Linked DNA regions of Gossypium arboreum: region 1 is linked to region 2. Evidence: chromatin contacts called from public Hi-C data. All regions are on one chromosome and are shown on one strand. Each heading gives the region's core, a stretch centred on a gene start, on an enhancer-like site or on the middle of the called end of the contact. The rest is flanking DNA. Distances are from core to core; before and after follow the strand shown. Region 1 has its middle 46 kb from the start of LOC128290928. Region 2 has its middle 190 kb from the start of LOC108482421.

Region 1 (5,873 bases), core at 308-2,807, 290 kb after region 2:
ACATATATTACTTATCATTTATCATCATTGCTGTCCACTAATTTAATAGTGGTCCATTTGACATGCAAGTCCTCCTTGTAATATACCATGCATTATTCGGCCCTCTAAATTCTACCTATCACATTTTTAATTTTTATCACACAAGTCCTTTTTAACAATTTCACATCCAAATGACAAAATCAAAGCATGAAATTCTCACACATGCAATTTCACTTGTAATAGACATATAATATAACATTTAATTATTTTTGTGACTCGATTTTGTGGTCCCGAAACCACTTTTTGAGTAGGGTCAAATTAGGGCTATCACACACCAGTTGCTATCGGAAAAAACTATCAAGCCAAGGTGATTTCGAAAAGGTGAATGAATCAACCTATAGAAGCTTGATAGGATGTTTGCTCTATTTGACAGCCACAGGACCAGACATCATGTTTGCTGTAGGTCTCCTATCTAGGTTCATGCATTGTTGCAATGCAAGTCATTTTCAAGTTGCTAAAAGAATTCTCAGGTATATCAGAGGTACACTGAGTTTTGGAATCATGTTCACCAAGGTTGATAGCATGAAGCTTCTTGGTTATGCTGATAGTGATTGGGCTAGATCGATAGATGATATGAAAAGTATTTCAGGGTATCTGTTTACCTTGGTTCAACTATTTTTTGTTGGATTTCAAAGAAGCAAAGTGTTGTTGCTCAATTGACAGCTGAGGTAGAGTATGTGGCAGCTGCATGAGCTGTTAACCAAGTTATTTTGGCTAAGAAAAATCATGGCAGATTTGAATCTACACTAAAGGGAAGTAATAGAGATCAAATGTGATAACCAATCTGTTGTTGCAATTGTAAAGAATCCAGTGTTCCATGGGAGAACAAAGCATTTCAAGATAAAGTTTCATTTTATTAGAGAAATGGAACAATCTCAAGAAGTTAAACTGATTCATTGCAATTCTGAAGATCAATTAGCTGACATCTTGACAAAGCCTCTTTCTGTGTCAAGGTTCAAAGATCTGAGGGCAAAGTTGGGAGTTTGTAGCATGCAAGCCAATGAGGAGTGTTGAAGTTGGCTTCCATGCAAGACAGGGAGTAGCACAAGGAGCAGACCATATAGCCCGAGCCATGCATGTTGCAGCTAGAGCCTATACTGCTTATTTTGTTCTTCAAGGAAATATTTGGTTACTTAGTTAGATTTGAACTAAATTGGTAACATATTTGATGTAATTAGATGCTGATGGATTGATAAATCAGCTTTACTATGTGTGCAAGTTATGTTTATCAATTTACTAGGTTACTTAGTGTGTTAGGTAAATGTTTAGGTGACATTTGCTTATTTTGACTAGCTTATTGACTGGTATATGTAATGGCTTTATGCCACAATTCATTTGTAATGAAATCTTTCAAAAATTCTAGCCACAATTCATTTGTAATGAAATCTTTCAAAAATTCTTCTTCATTCTCAAGTTTTTTTTTTTTTTTACTTAAGTTCTTAAGCTGATTTTGAATGTTTTCCTCAGCAAGACATCGAACCTTCTAGCTCAAGTTTCTGTCAAATTTCTTAGTTCCAACACACGCCCTCCTGTTTCATAAATTTAGACCTTTATGAAGGCAATGAGCTTTTAAACTCTTTGAGACTTCGCATTGAATTAGTCCATTTATGGAGCGTTATATCCTTAAATTTAATGGTCAAGCTTAAATGCACATGACCAAGCATTTATGGACATGGGCATCCATCATCACGTGATGAAGGATTGGTTTTGCTGACGCTTGAGTGAAGATATGAGGGTAAAACAAATCCCTGTACATTTACTAAATTATCATGCTGTGACGTAATGTATAAATTCAGTGTTATTAAGTTGAACAAAGATCATACCGAACAACGATCTCATTCATAATGGTATCGTAATGTATATTACTATATACTAGGTATTTAGCCGACGCGTTGGACAGCACGACACCAAGACAAAAGAAATGGGGGCAACCCCAAGCATCCTATGTTTAATGTTTAAAAACATTGATTGCCAGTTCACACCGAAACCTCTTTCTTCTGCCTTTAGAGGGATCCATGCAAATTGCAATAGTTGGTGTATACACGTGCAAAAGCAGGGACCACACTTGCAGATACAACGCAGAGACGAAAGTGGTAGAACTTAGCAGAAGAAAACAAGAAAGCTCAGTGACAGCTTTGATTTTGGGCAGAGATCATATCCCAGAATTGCTGCTGATTTTGCTGATGATGATCAGCCAATAGCCTTATCTCTCTCTATATAAATATATAATATACACAAACACATAAATGCATGATGATATCAATATTCTCGAAATATACTGCAAAAGTATTTCTACCTGCCACTGTTTTACTACTACAATAATTGATGGTGTTTGAACAGTTGGAGCCCGAGTGATACATTGTCCTTTTGGCTTTTACCTGGAAAACATAACAACTATGTCCTTTTCCCTTCTGAAAGTCATAAATATAGAGGCATTTGCAGTTTTGAAATATATGTATTTATACACTAGTTTATTTATTAAACATTTTTTTTAAAAGAAAGGTTTAATGCACATTTTAGGGATATCGCTCTTCCCATTTTATCCTTAAAGTTTTTTAGCCAAATTACTTAGGTGAGTTTGGATAGATAATTGAGTGTGATGCGGTATATTTAGTTTGCTTTTTGTCTCACACTACAATATCTATTCTCATCGGTACCGCTATTTTTACACTAACCACAGATAAATACACCACATATCCAAACCCATCTTTAATGTTATCAATATTATCTTGAGACATTTAATCCATCATATGCTACCATGTGCCATATGATGGTGTTATCACAATATCATTTGAAAATCCTTAAAAATCTTAAAAATAAAAGTTTATAAAAATTAAATAATATTATTTAAAAATTAAATAATATTAAAAATATAAAAATAATAAAAGATACTGAAAACTTTAAAATATTAATATTTTAATATTTTTAAAATTTTATAAATAACATTTATTAGAGTTTGAACATGATGTAATCGTCTCTTGGAAGGATACCACTTACGATAATTGTTTTATAATTCAATGAATTTATAATTGATAGAATTTTTCTCAAATTATTTAAATAATAAAAATTAATTTATCACCTAAAAGATTAATTATCGTAGCTAATATATTTCAAGAGACAATGGTTTCGTGTTCAAGCTCTATTAAATGTGATTTATAAAATTTTAAAAATATTAAAATTTTAAAAATATTAAAATTTTTAATATCTTTTAAAAGAATTAAGTATTTTTATTTTTTAATTTTATATTTTGATAAAATAATTTCTCTAGTCCCTCTTGATTTCCAAATTTAGCAAATTAGTCCCTCTAAAAAAATGAAGCAATTTAATCCCTGCCAATTTTGAAAGTGAGCAGCTAAGCATAATTAATCATGACGTTAATGTCTTCCATTAATTGTGCATGTATTTTATTGATATAATAATAAATTTAGCCTTCAATGTTTATATATTTTGTCATTTTGGCCTTAATTCTACAAAATCCAACAAATTCAACGTCAACCTCGACATTTACACATTTACACAAAAGTTGTGGGATAAATTTGTTAAATTAAGACCAAATTGACATAATGTGTAAATTTTGAGGGTTAAATTTATTAGTATACCAATCAAAATAATGTACAATTGATGTAAAACATTAATGTCGTGATTAATTATTTGTAATTGCTCATTTTCGAAATTGAAAGGGACTAAATTGCTAAGTTTTTTTGAGAGGGACCAATTTGTTCGATTTTGAAATTGAGAGGGACTAAAAGGGTTTTTTAACCTTTTTTTTCTAGTTTTTAATAATTTTAATAAATTTCTTTTGTAAATTTATTTCTCTTTGAAAGATTTTTAAAGGTTTTTTGAACGATGATGTCACATTGATATCATTGTATGACACATGGTAGCATATGATTGGTTGAATATCCTAGTTGGTTTTTTTGAAAGTCTAAAGGATAAAATCAAGAATATCTAATAGAGTTAGGGACTAAATTGGTAACATCTGGCAAGGTTAGGGATTGAAGTGGGCCATTAAAAAACTTTAAGAACCAAAGTGGGAAAAGTGATATACTTCAAGGACTAAAGTGTACATTAAACCTTTTATTAATTATTATTCTATTTATTTTAATTATCTTTAATCTTTATATTCAATAAATTTTAATTAAAATAATAATAAAATTCTAATTAGTTAAAAATATTTTAATCATTATTAAATTAAATTATAAATTGCATTATGTTTTATTATAATAATATGTTTAAATAATATAATTTTCAAATTAATATATATATATATATATATATAAATTTATTTTAAGTTAATAGTACCACAATTACAATAGATAATAATTAGAACTAGAATTAGTTATTATATAACACAATTGGATTGATAATTAAAATATCTCCAAATCTATAAATATATATATATATATATATATATATATATATAGACCCACAAATGGCGGGACATAACTTTGTGATGAAATTTTTGTTCTTTCCTTTTGTTTTTACTTTTATATTTTGATCAATTTCTTTTCCACTAAACCTTCTAAATAATAGCGAATTAATTTTACATAGATATAATTTAATAAATTAATTTCAATAGTAATTAAATATATGATAAATGAATATAAAAATATGATTTGATTAGGTCAAGGCATAAAAATTTGATATAATGAAATGAAACAACGATAAAAGTGGAAATCTAGTTAATAGAAAGTTAAATAATGTCTTATAATATCATAAAGTGGAAAAAGTGGAGTGATATAAAATGATTGGTCAAATGTTGGCCAAGTGAAAACGATTATTGATTATTTATGTGAAAGTAAATTCATGATGTAATACACCTAGTTGAAAAGTGAAATTGTGAATCAATTGTGAAGTGATAATGAATTGGTGTTTATTGAGCATTTAAAAGTGATTTTGATTATATATGTGAACTTGATGTTCTTATAAGAGTGCCTATATGATCAATTGTGAAATTGAATTTTATATAAAGTGTACATAAAATGAATTGTATTTATAAACTTAGTAAAATAGCTAAGATATAATTGATATGTCAATAGAGACTAATGTATGCACGACTTGAAACGATCATGCATATTTAAACGATGATGTGATGTGATGCTTTTTAAGAATAGCACAAAAGTTGCATTGGGTCCCTCTTTTATGTGTAGTGTATAAGGATGCATTTTATGTGTAATATATGTAAAGTTAACTTGTTCTTGTGTTTGAGTGTATTTTACTAAAGTTTACTAAGGACAAAGCACTTAAAACTTGGCTAATAAGAGTTATTAAAAAAAAGTCCTACTATAACTGGAACAGAAGTGATATGTTAAGTGTTTGTAATTGTTAATATAAAGAAAATGAATTTATTATGTAATAAAATGAGCATGAATGAAATAACTTGTTTAAATTTGAAATGAATGATTTATTGAATACATGTGAACAAAAAAGAGATTAACTAACATATTACTTGTATAGGAAATTGTCAATGGAATGCTTAACGATTTATTGGTAATCTGAGTTTAAATAATATTAAAAGTGATGGAAACTATGAGACCTAAATGACAAATGGGAATGACCAATTTGATGGGCTAAGACAGAGGAAATCTAAATGAATGTTTAACGAGTGATAAAAGATTTGATGTATTGACAATCACTATATGAATGTTTAACGAGTGATAAAAGATTTGATGTATTGACAACCACTATATGTGTTCCCATACTTGGATGCCTCAGGCCTTAATGAATGAACTTATAAGCTAAGAGTACCAAAGTTCCATTAATAAGTGGCTTTAATAAAGTTCAATTCGTTAGTGGCATAAGACTCAATACTAAAATAGAATAACACAAACTAA
Region 2 (6,433 bases), core at 1,452-3,951:
TCCTTTTGAGCAATTGTTGATATTTACTAGGTTTCCCATTGAAGAATGTGTATTTGTAACATAGTGACTTTAATTTTAAGCAGCCATGTGCAATTTAAAGATATTTCAGTCATTTGCTGGTATGTGCTCTTTTTACTTTGTATATGGTACACTGTCTATCACTCTTGTATCTTGTAGAGATTGCTCAGCCTAATATGTCCTAGGTCCCTTGGAATTTGAAATCCAAAATGAGATTGAAATGGTGGTTTACTTTGGTTCCGAAGGAGAAGCATATTGAAATGCAGTTACTATTTAGGAGCCTGAAGTTTTTAATTTGTTTCAATGGCGTGCCAGATTTGTAATATTTACTGCTCTATGTTTTATAAATACAATGGTTTTGAGTCTCAGAGGGTTCTCAAAATTCTACTTTGATCATTTCCTTATCTCTTTTTATTCCCCGTCTCTCTAAATTCCACTGATACTTGATCTTTATTTAATGATGTTGTTAATATGGTTGAAGCTAGCTATTAACACATCGTTGGTTTTCCAGGCCATAAAAAGTGTGAGCTTAGAGATCAGTATGGCTAATTGTTTGGTTTCTGCTTCTTCATTTTATCATTGCTTGGAATTTTGACTCATACCATTGCAGTTCTTTCAATTATATATTTCAATAGCGTTGAATCTGTTTGTGGTAAGGTGGCTTATGCTTTAATTTGTCAACTTGAGGAATATAGCCTGCTGGAAATGCTAGAATGCTCTGCTATGATGATACTTAGACTTGAGGGATTACAAGGAAGCAACGTAGCTAAAATACATTTTGTGAATAGGGTGAAATGGATTGAAGGTGCTGCTAATTATTTCTGAAGTCTACAAGATCATGCTTAATACGATAATAACAAATCAGGACTTGCCTGTGGTTGTTACCCTCCAATGGAAGATCAATGTTCACAGTTTAGTTGTCCCCTCTTCTCTTGGCCTTGTTCGTATTCAGTAAAAACACCAAGGTACGGAGTTTTGCAACTGCACAATCAACAATCATCTCGAAATCGTTTTAGCTGTTGATTTTGCAGTTGCAGAACTCCGTACCTTGGCGCCTTGCCATATGATGGTTGCAATGTCTTTAACACAAGGCATTTCAGAAAGTTGAATTTGAACAACCAGCCATGACATTTTGAGTGTTAATAAACAACTAGATACTGTATAAAACTTATAATAACATAAGCTGTCATGCTATATGTTGTCTTTAAAGCTTTCTGCCATTAATATAACTGACTTGGCCTCCATGAAAATTTGCCATTTCTCTTTGGAGTGTTTGGATCAGTGTTCTTTCTTGTTTCAGTAGAATCTTTGTATTGTTGAAATAGACATCGTATTGCTTCATACTGGCTTGGTCGATAATAGAAGCAAAATTCATACAATTTAATCACTTAAGTTTACCAAGATTGCTAGGTGAATGTTGGAAGTGGCAATCAATGTTCCATGAGGACTAACCACTCTGTACTACAACAGTTGAGGGCCTCAGCGATAATTGCCTAATTGCCCCTTTTATGGGCAATATCTGTTCATAGGTTATAAACTGATGTGATGCCTTGTGGAAGGGAAACCTTAAACGTTTGCAGAGAAAAGAATGGTTAATTGTTTGGCTAGGTTTAGAATCCATTATTCTACAGCTAAAATTTCATTCATTTCTCCATGGAGAACGGTTAAGAAGGCTTAGCTTTCAGTTAGCCAATTATCTTTAATAAAGTATCACAGCACCATGCTGTCTAGGCGTAGGAGAGCAGTTTTATTAGTTTTGACCCCACATTTCCTTGCAGAGGGAAGATGAACATCGACCCATATCAACTGGTCTTTTGGTTTGTCAAGGCTGTTGTTTTGGTGCATAATTTCGCCAATTATTAACCTCACCTTGCGTTTCCTTATGTTTGGTTTCTTTCTTAATAAGGTTCTAGCACGTATCCCTGTCATATATTGTATAGTATGCCATATCCATTCTGAAAGTTATACATCGGAAAGGAAGGAAGCAATGGGCACAACACACAAGCCTTTGTTTTAGGGTGTCGGAAGGACCATGAACCGTTGGGCCTGCTTTGCTTGTTTGGAACAGCACCATGGAGGGTCTACGCACGTGGCGGATAGGTACACTCGCTTGTTCCTCTTTGCTCAGATATACAAATATATATAAATATATATATAGAGAGAGAGAGAGGGAGGGAGAAAAGATAATAGACTTTAAACACAGTAGCAGAGAAGCTGTGTAACATAAACTATCGGGTACGAACAATTCTTCCATGTTAGTAAAGCTGTCTCTCTTTTCCCCAATCAGTGAAAGAAGATCTCAAACAAAATCAGCCACCCCCGTATGCACAGTTACTTGACTTGTTGCTGCCCCTGGCCCCCCATTGGCTATTTCTTTACTGTGCCTCTTGGATTTACTTTCCCTTGGTGCTGATTATCATTCAAGTTGGGTGTAGGAGGAAAGTGGTGGGTCTTTTTCAAAAGACCATACAATCCATTTACTATGAATTTTGATCTCTCATCTTTACATTAAGCCTCTCTTCGGTTTCTGATCCGTCTGTTTCAAGATGGATAACACATCAGTTTTTTGTAAGCTTATACAATAAAAAACTAATACGAAGAAAACGTAAATAAACCCAACTTGTCAAATCCATAGACTTTTCAGTGTACTAAAGCTCCATTCACATCCCTTCCCTGCCGTCCCTCTCGCACTGACTTCAGCCTTTCATCTACTTCCTTGGTATTTGGGTTGGAGATATGTAACTTCATGACCCGAACAACTACGGTATAAAACTAGTACTGAAGTATTTCACAATGTTTGGTAACTGCTTTTTTGTAGGCTCCATTTTAGGGTTCTGCTATTACATGGTAGAATCCTGCTAAAACCTAAATGCAATCCAATTATCCAAAACAAGGATCCTGCAAAATGCAGTCAAATTCATTTCGCTTGATTCTTTGGCATTTTGCTCTTCTACTTCCATGGTGTTTGAAGCTGAATACATACACATGCATATATATGCTATGATTCTAGGCTTTATTGTCAATTTATGCCAACAATCATGGCAGAAGAAAATTTGACCAGAGGCTGGACTAATTAAAGAAGATATGAAACCAATATTGCTTTAATGAATCTTCCTCTACCTTGTTCTTTTCTTTATCCCTTGTCTAGTAAGAGAAGCATTTATGTGGTGCATCCCTCGCTCATCTTAAAAAACATAGGTCTTCATAAGTTACTACTATCCCATACAAACTCGGGCCTTGCCTTGCTCTTGGAAATGGTCTCCAAAACCATCTTAGCATCAATTTAATGTTGTTGTTGCCGTTGAGAAACGTTTTTAAGAAAATTGGTTTGGAAGACAAGTACAGTGAGAAAATACGGTGAAAATGGAGAGATAATCGCAGTATTACAATAAAAAATTGTGGTGGAAAACCAATAAATGATTGGAAAAAGTGTTGGTGGACTTTCTCTCTGGGCACGAAAACCGAATTCGAATACTAAAGTTAGCATTATTGAAAAGATTTTATTTGAATATTATTTTGACTCGAGTAGAATTAGACTTAAGTTGTATATAGAGGAAGATACTTATGATTATACAATATATATATATATATATATATATATATATAGTGGAAGATTAAAACAATCTTTTAAACATGATATCTGAAACTAAAAAATTAATTAAATTAAATAATATTTAAATAATTTAAAATAATGATAATAATTTTACTAAAAAACTAAAAACATTTAGATATTTACTTTTGCGTTTAAGTGGAAAAGTACTTATTGATAACATTTTAAACTCCAAAATTTAGCATTATTTTAAAGTTAAATTAGCCAAATATGTTGAATAAGTTTGTTAATTGGCCATACATGTAACAACTCGATTTTGGGGCTAGTCGGAATAGTGGTCTCGAGACCACAAATCCGAAGTCAAAGAAATTATTTTATTAATAATATAGGGTCTTAGCATGTTTATATTAGTGCATGAAAAATTTGGTGAGTTAATTTTAACGTTTATGAGCCCAATTGCGAAAAAGGACTAAATTGCATAATATGTAAAAGTCCTAATTTGATAGCTAAAGGTGTTATTTTATTAGAGAATAAAATTTGAGGGATTTTAAAGGGCAATTAGACCCTTTTAAAGGAGCATAGGTGGCCATAGAGTCAAAGAGAAGACAAAATTTTAAAATTTGGTGGGTTAGGTGGCTTATTTTGACTAAAATAGAAATAGATAAAAGAAGGATGATATCATCCCTTTTCATCTTCTTCCTCCACCGAAATTTTCAAAAAATAATGGGGTTTAAGAGCTTGAAATTTAAGCAACTTTAAGCCTTCATAAGTTAGTGATCCTAATGACTTTTCTTAAATATTTTTGTACTTTTAAGATCCTTGAAGCATAAGCTTTCAAATGGGGGTACTATTTTGCAAAATGATTAAGAGTCTAGGGTTTTGTCATGAAAGGATTTGAGATGTTTGCTGAGTTTTTATGGAAGAAAATGAGTCTTGGGTGTCTGATAAACAATTTTTGTGATAGGTGTTAGCATGAAAACACCTAAAAGGACTAATGTGCATAAGTTGTAAAATAGATAATAAATATATAAAATAGTCAGAATTTGGAGTTGCTATAAGAGTCAAAGAGGTTTGGTTAGTCTTGAGAAATAAAAAAATTAGATAAAAATTGATTTTCGAGCCTAAGGGTAAAATTGTCATTTTGTCAAGGTCTAGGGGCAAAATGGTCATTTTACCAAAGAAGTGAAATTTCGATTGCCTAATTTTATTTAGTGATTAAATAAGTGTATTTTGCTATTATAGATCAAGAAATACTGAATTCAAACCTAGACCGAGCGAAAGCCAAACAAATCGACTAAATCGACTAGTTGCCACATTTTGTAATCCGATGTAAGTTGTATGTAAATAATACAACTTCATGATGATATATGTGTTTGAATTGTAACGAAATTATTATAGCATGAATTGCTTGACTTATGGAAATGAGAAAATGTGATGAGAATAGAGATAGTAAAATTCCCGTTAGAACTTAGGGAAATAAATCGGATATTCATGCCATGACGATGGGGTCATTTGTGAGAGCTAGTGTAAGACCATGTCTGGGACATGCATCAGCCTCGAGACGTAAGCCAGTGTAAGACATGTCTGGGACATGCGTTGGCTACGAGATGATAGTCAGTGTAAGACCATGTTTGGGACATGGCTTTGACTTGAGATATAAGCCAGTGTAAGACCGTGTCTGGGACCTGGCATCGGCATCTTACCCCACATTTGAGGCTATGTTATATTCAATAGCATTCCGAATGGTTCAACGGTGGAAGTTCTAATTTCTAGTTAATGAGGAAAGTATAACCGTGTTGTGAGTGATACAGGTACCTATTTGATATGTATAAAATGTGAGCCCCATTAAATGCTATATGATGTGTATTGAGTATTAATAAGTAAGTTTTACTTATGCCCACTTGTGTATTATGATACTTGTTGATGAATGGCAAAATATTATTGTGTAATTATTTATATGCAACTTACTAAGCTTTATGCTTACTCCTTTTTCTTTCCTTTTTCTTATAGTGCCGTCTATCTAGTTCAAGGATCAACGGAAGTCAGAGATATCGATCACACTATCAATCGAAGCATTTGGTATAGTTTGATTTATATTTTTGAATATGGCATGTATAGGGAACTAGACTTGAGTTTTGTGTTGTTATTAATTTAGCAAAATGTGTTGGCTTGGGATAAATTCCTCATTTTGTATTAAGCCTTGAATGATGGCTAATATTCATTTTGATATATGCAAATGATGTTATGTTCATGGATGAGTAGAATGCACAAATGAAATGTTGTCTATTGTGGCTGATTTTATTGCATGAAATAGTCTTGTACTGGCTTTGGTTGCTTTTGTGTAAGTAAGGGTGGTAAAGAGGCTTGGTAAATAGCCTGATTTTGTCCACACGAGTAGACACATGGGCGTGCGTCTAACACACGGCCAGCACTATTGGCTTGTTGTCCAGCCGTGTGTCCCCTGCACGTAAAAATTTCAAGTCAGTATGCATGATCGTAAACACACAGACAGACCATGTGAAGGGCACGGTCTAGTACACGGGTGTGTGCTTTGGCCGTGTGACCTTTATGAAATGTTGACATTAGAAAGAAAATGTGTAGGTTTTTATACACGGGCTAGGACACGGGCATGTCACGGCTATGTGAAGGACACGGGTCAGGGACACGGGTCAGGGACACGGGTGTGTGCTAGGCCGTGTGAAAACCCCCATAGGTGTGCATTTATAATTAATTATGCTCTACCTTGGCATAGGATATGGGTATGGGGTGTTACATTTAGTGGTATCAGAGCAATGGTTTAGTCGGTTCTAGGACTAACCTAGCATGAGTACGAGTCTAGCTATACATGCCATAACTATATACTAA

What was found. A called contact is a pair of places that touch in the nucleus more often than the background predicts.
Region 1: a Hi-C map of leaf shows a contact between it and region 2, with 2.1 times the contacts expected there. The contact joins two enhancer-like sites. A contact is called at or near these places in 2 of 5 Hi-C or Micro-C datasets (both in leaf).

The regions. Positions count from the first base shown.
Region 1 is chr3:46,320,689-46,326,561 of ASM2569848v2, forward strand. No RefSeq gene overlaps it. Among protein-coding and RNA genes, the nearest start is that of LOC128290928, 46 kb to the left of the region's middle. Within about 2 kb of position 1,558, at least 2 of the 2 cell types and tissues checked have an H3K27ac peak or open chromatin away from gene starts, as enhancers often do. A contact at or near this core is called in leaf, where this site is marked.
Region 2 is chr3:46,026,065-46,032,497 of ASM2569848v2, forward strand. It overlaps the pseudogene LOC108471192. Among protein-coding and RNA genes, the nearest start is that of LOC108482421, 190 kb to the left of the region's middle. Within about 2 kb of position 2,702, at least 2 of the 2 cell types and tissues checked have an H3K27ac peak or open chromatin away from gene starts, as enhancers often do. A contact at or near this core is called in leaf, where this site is marked.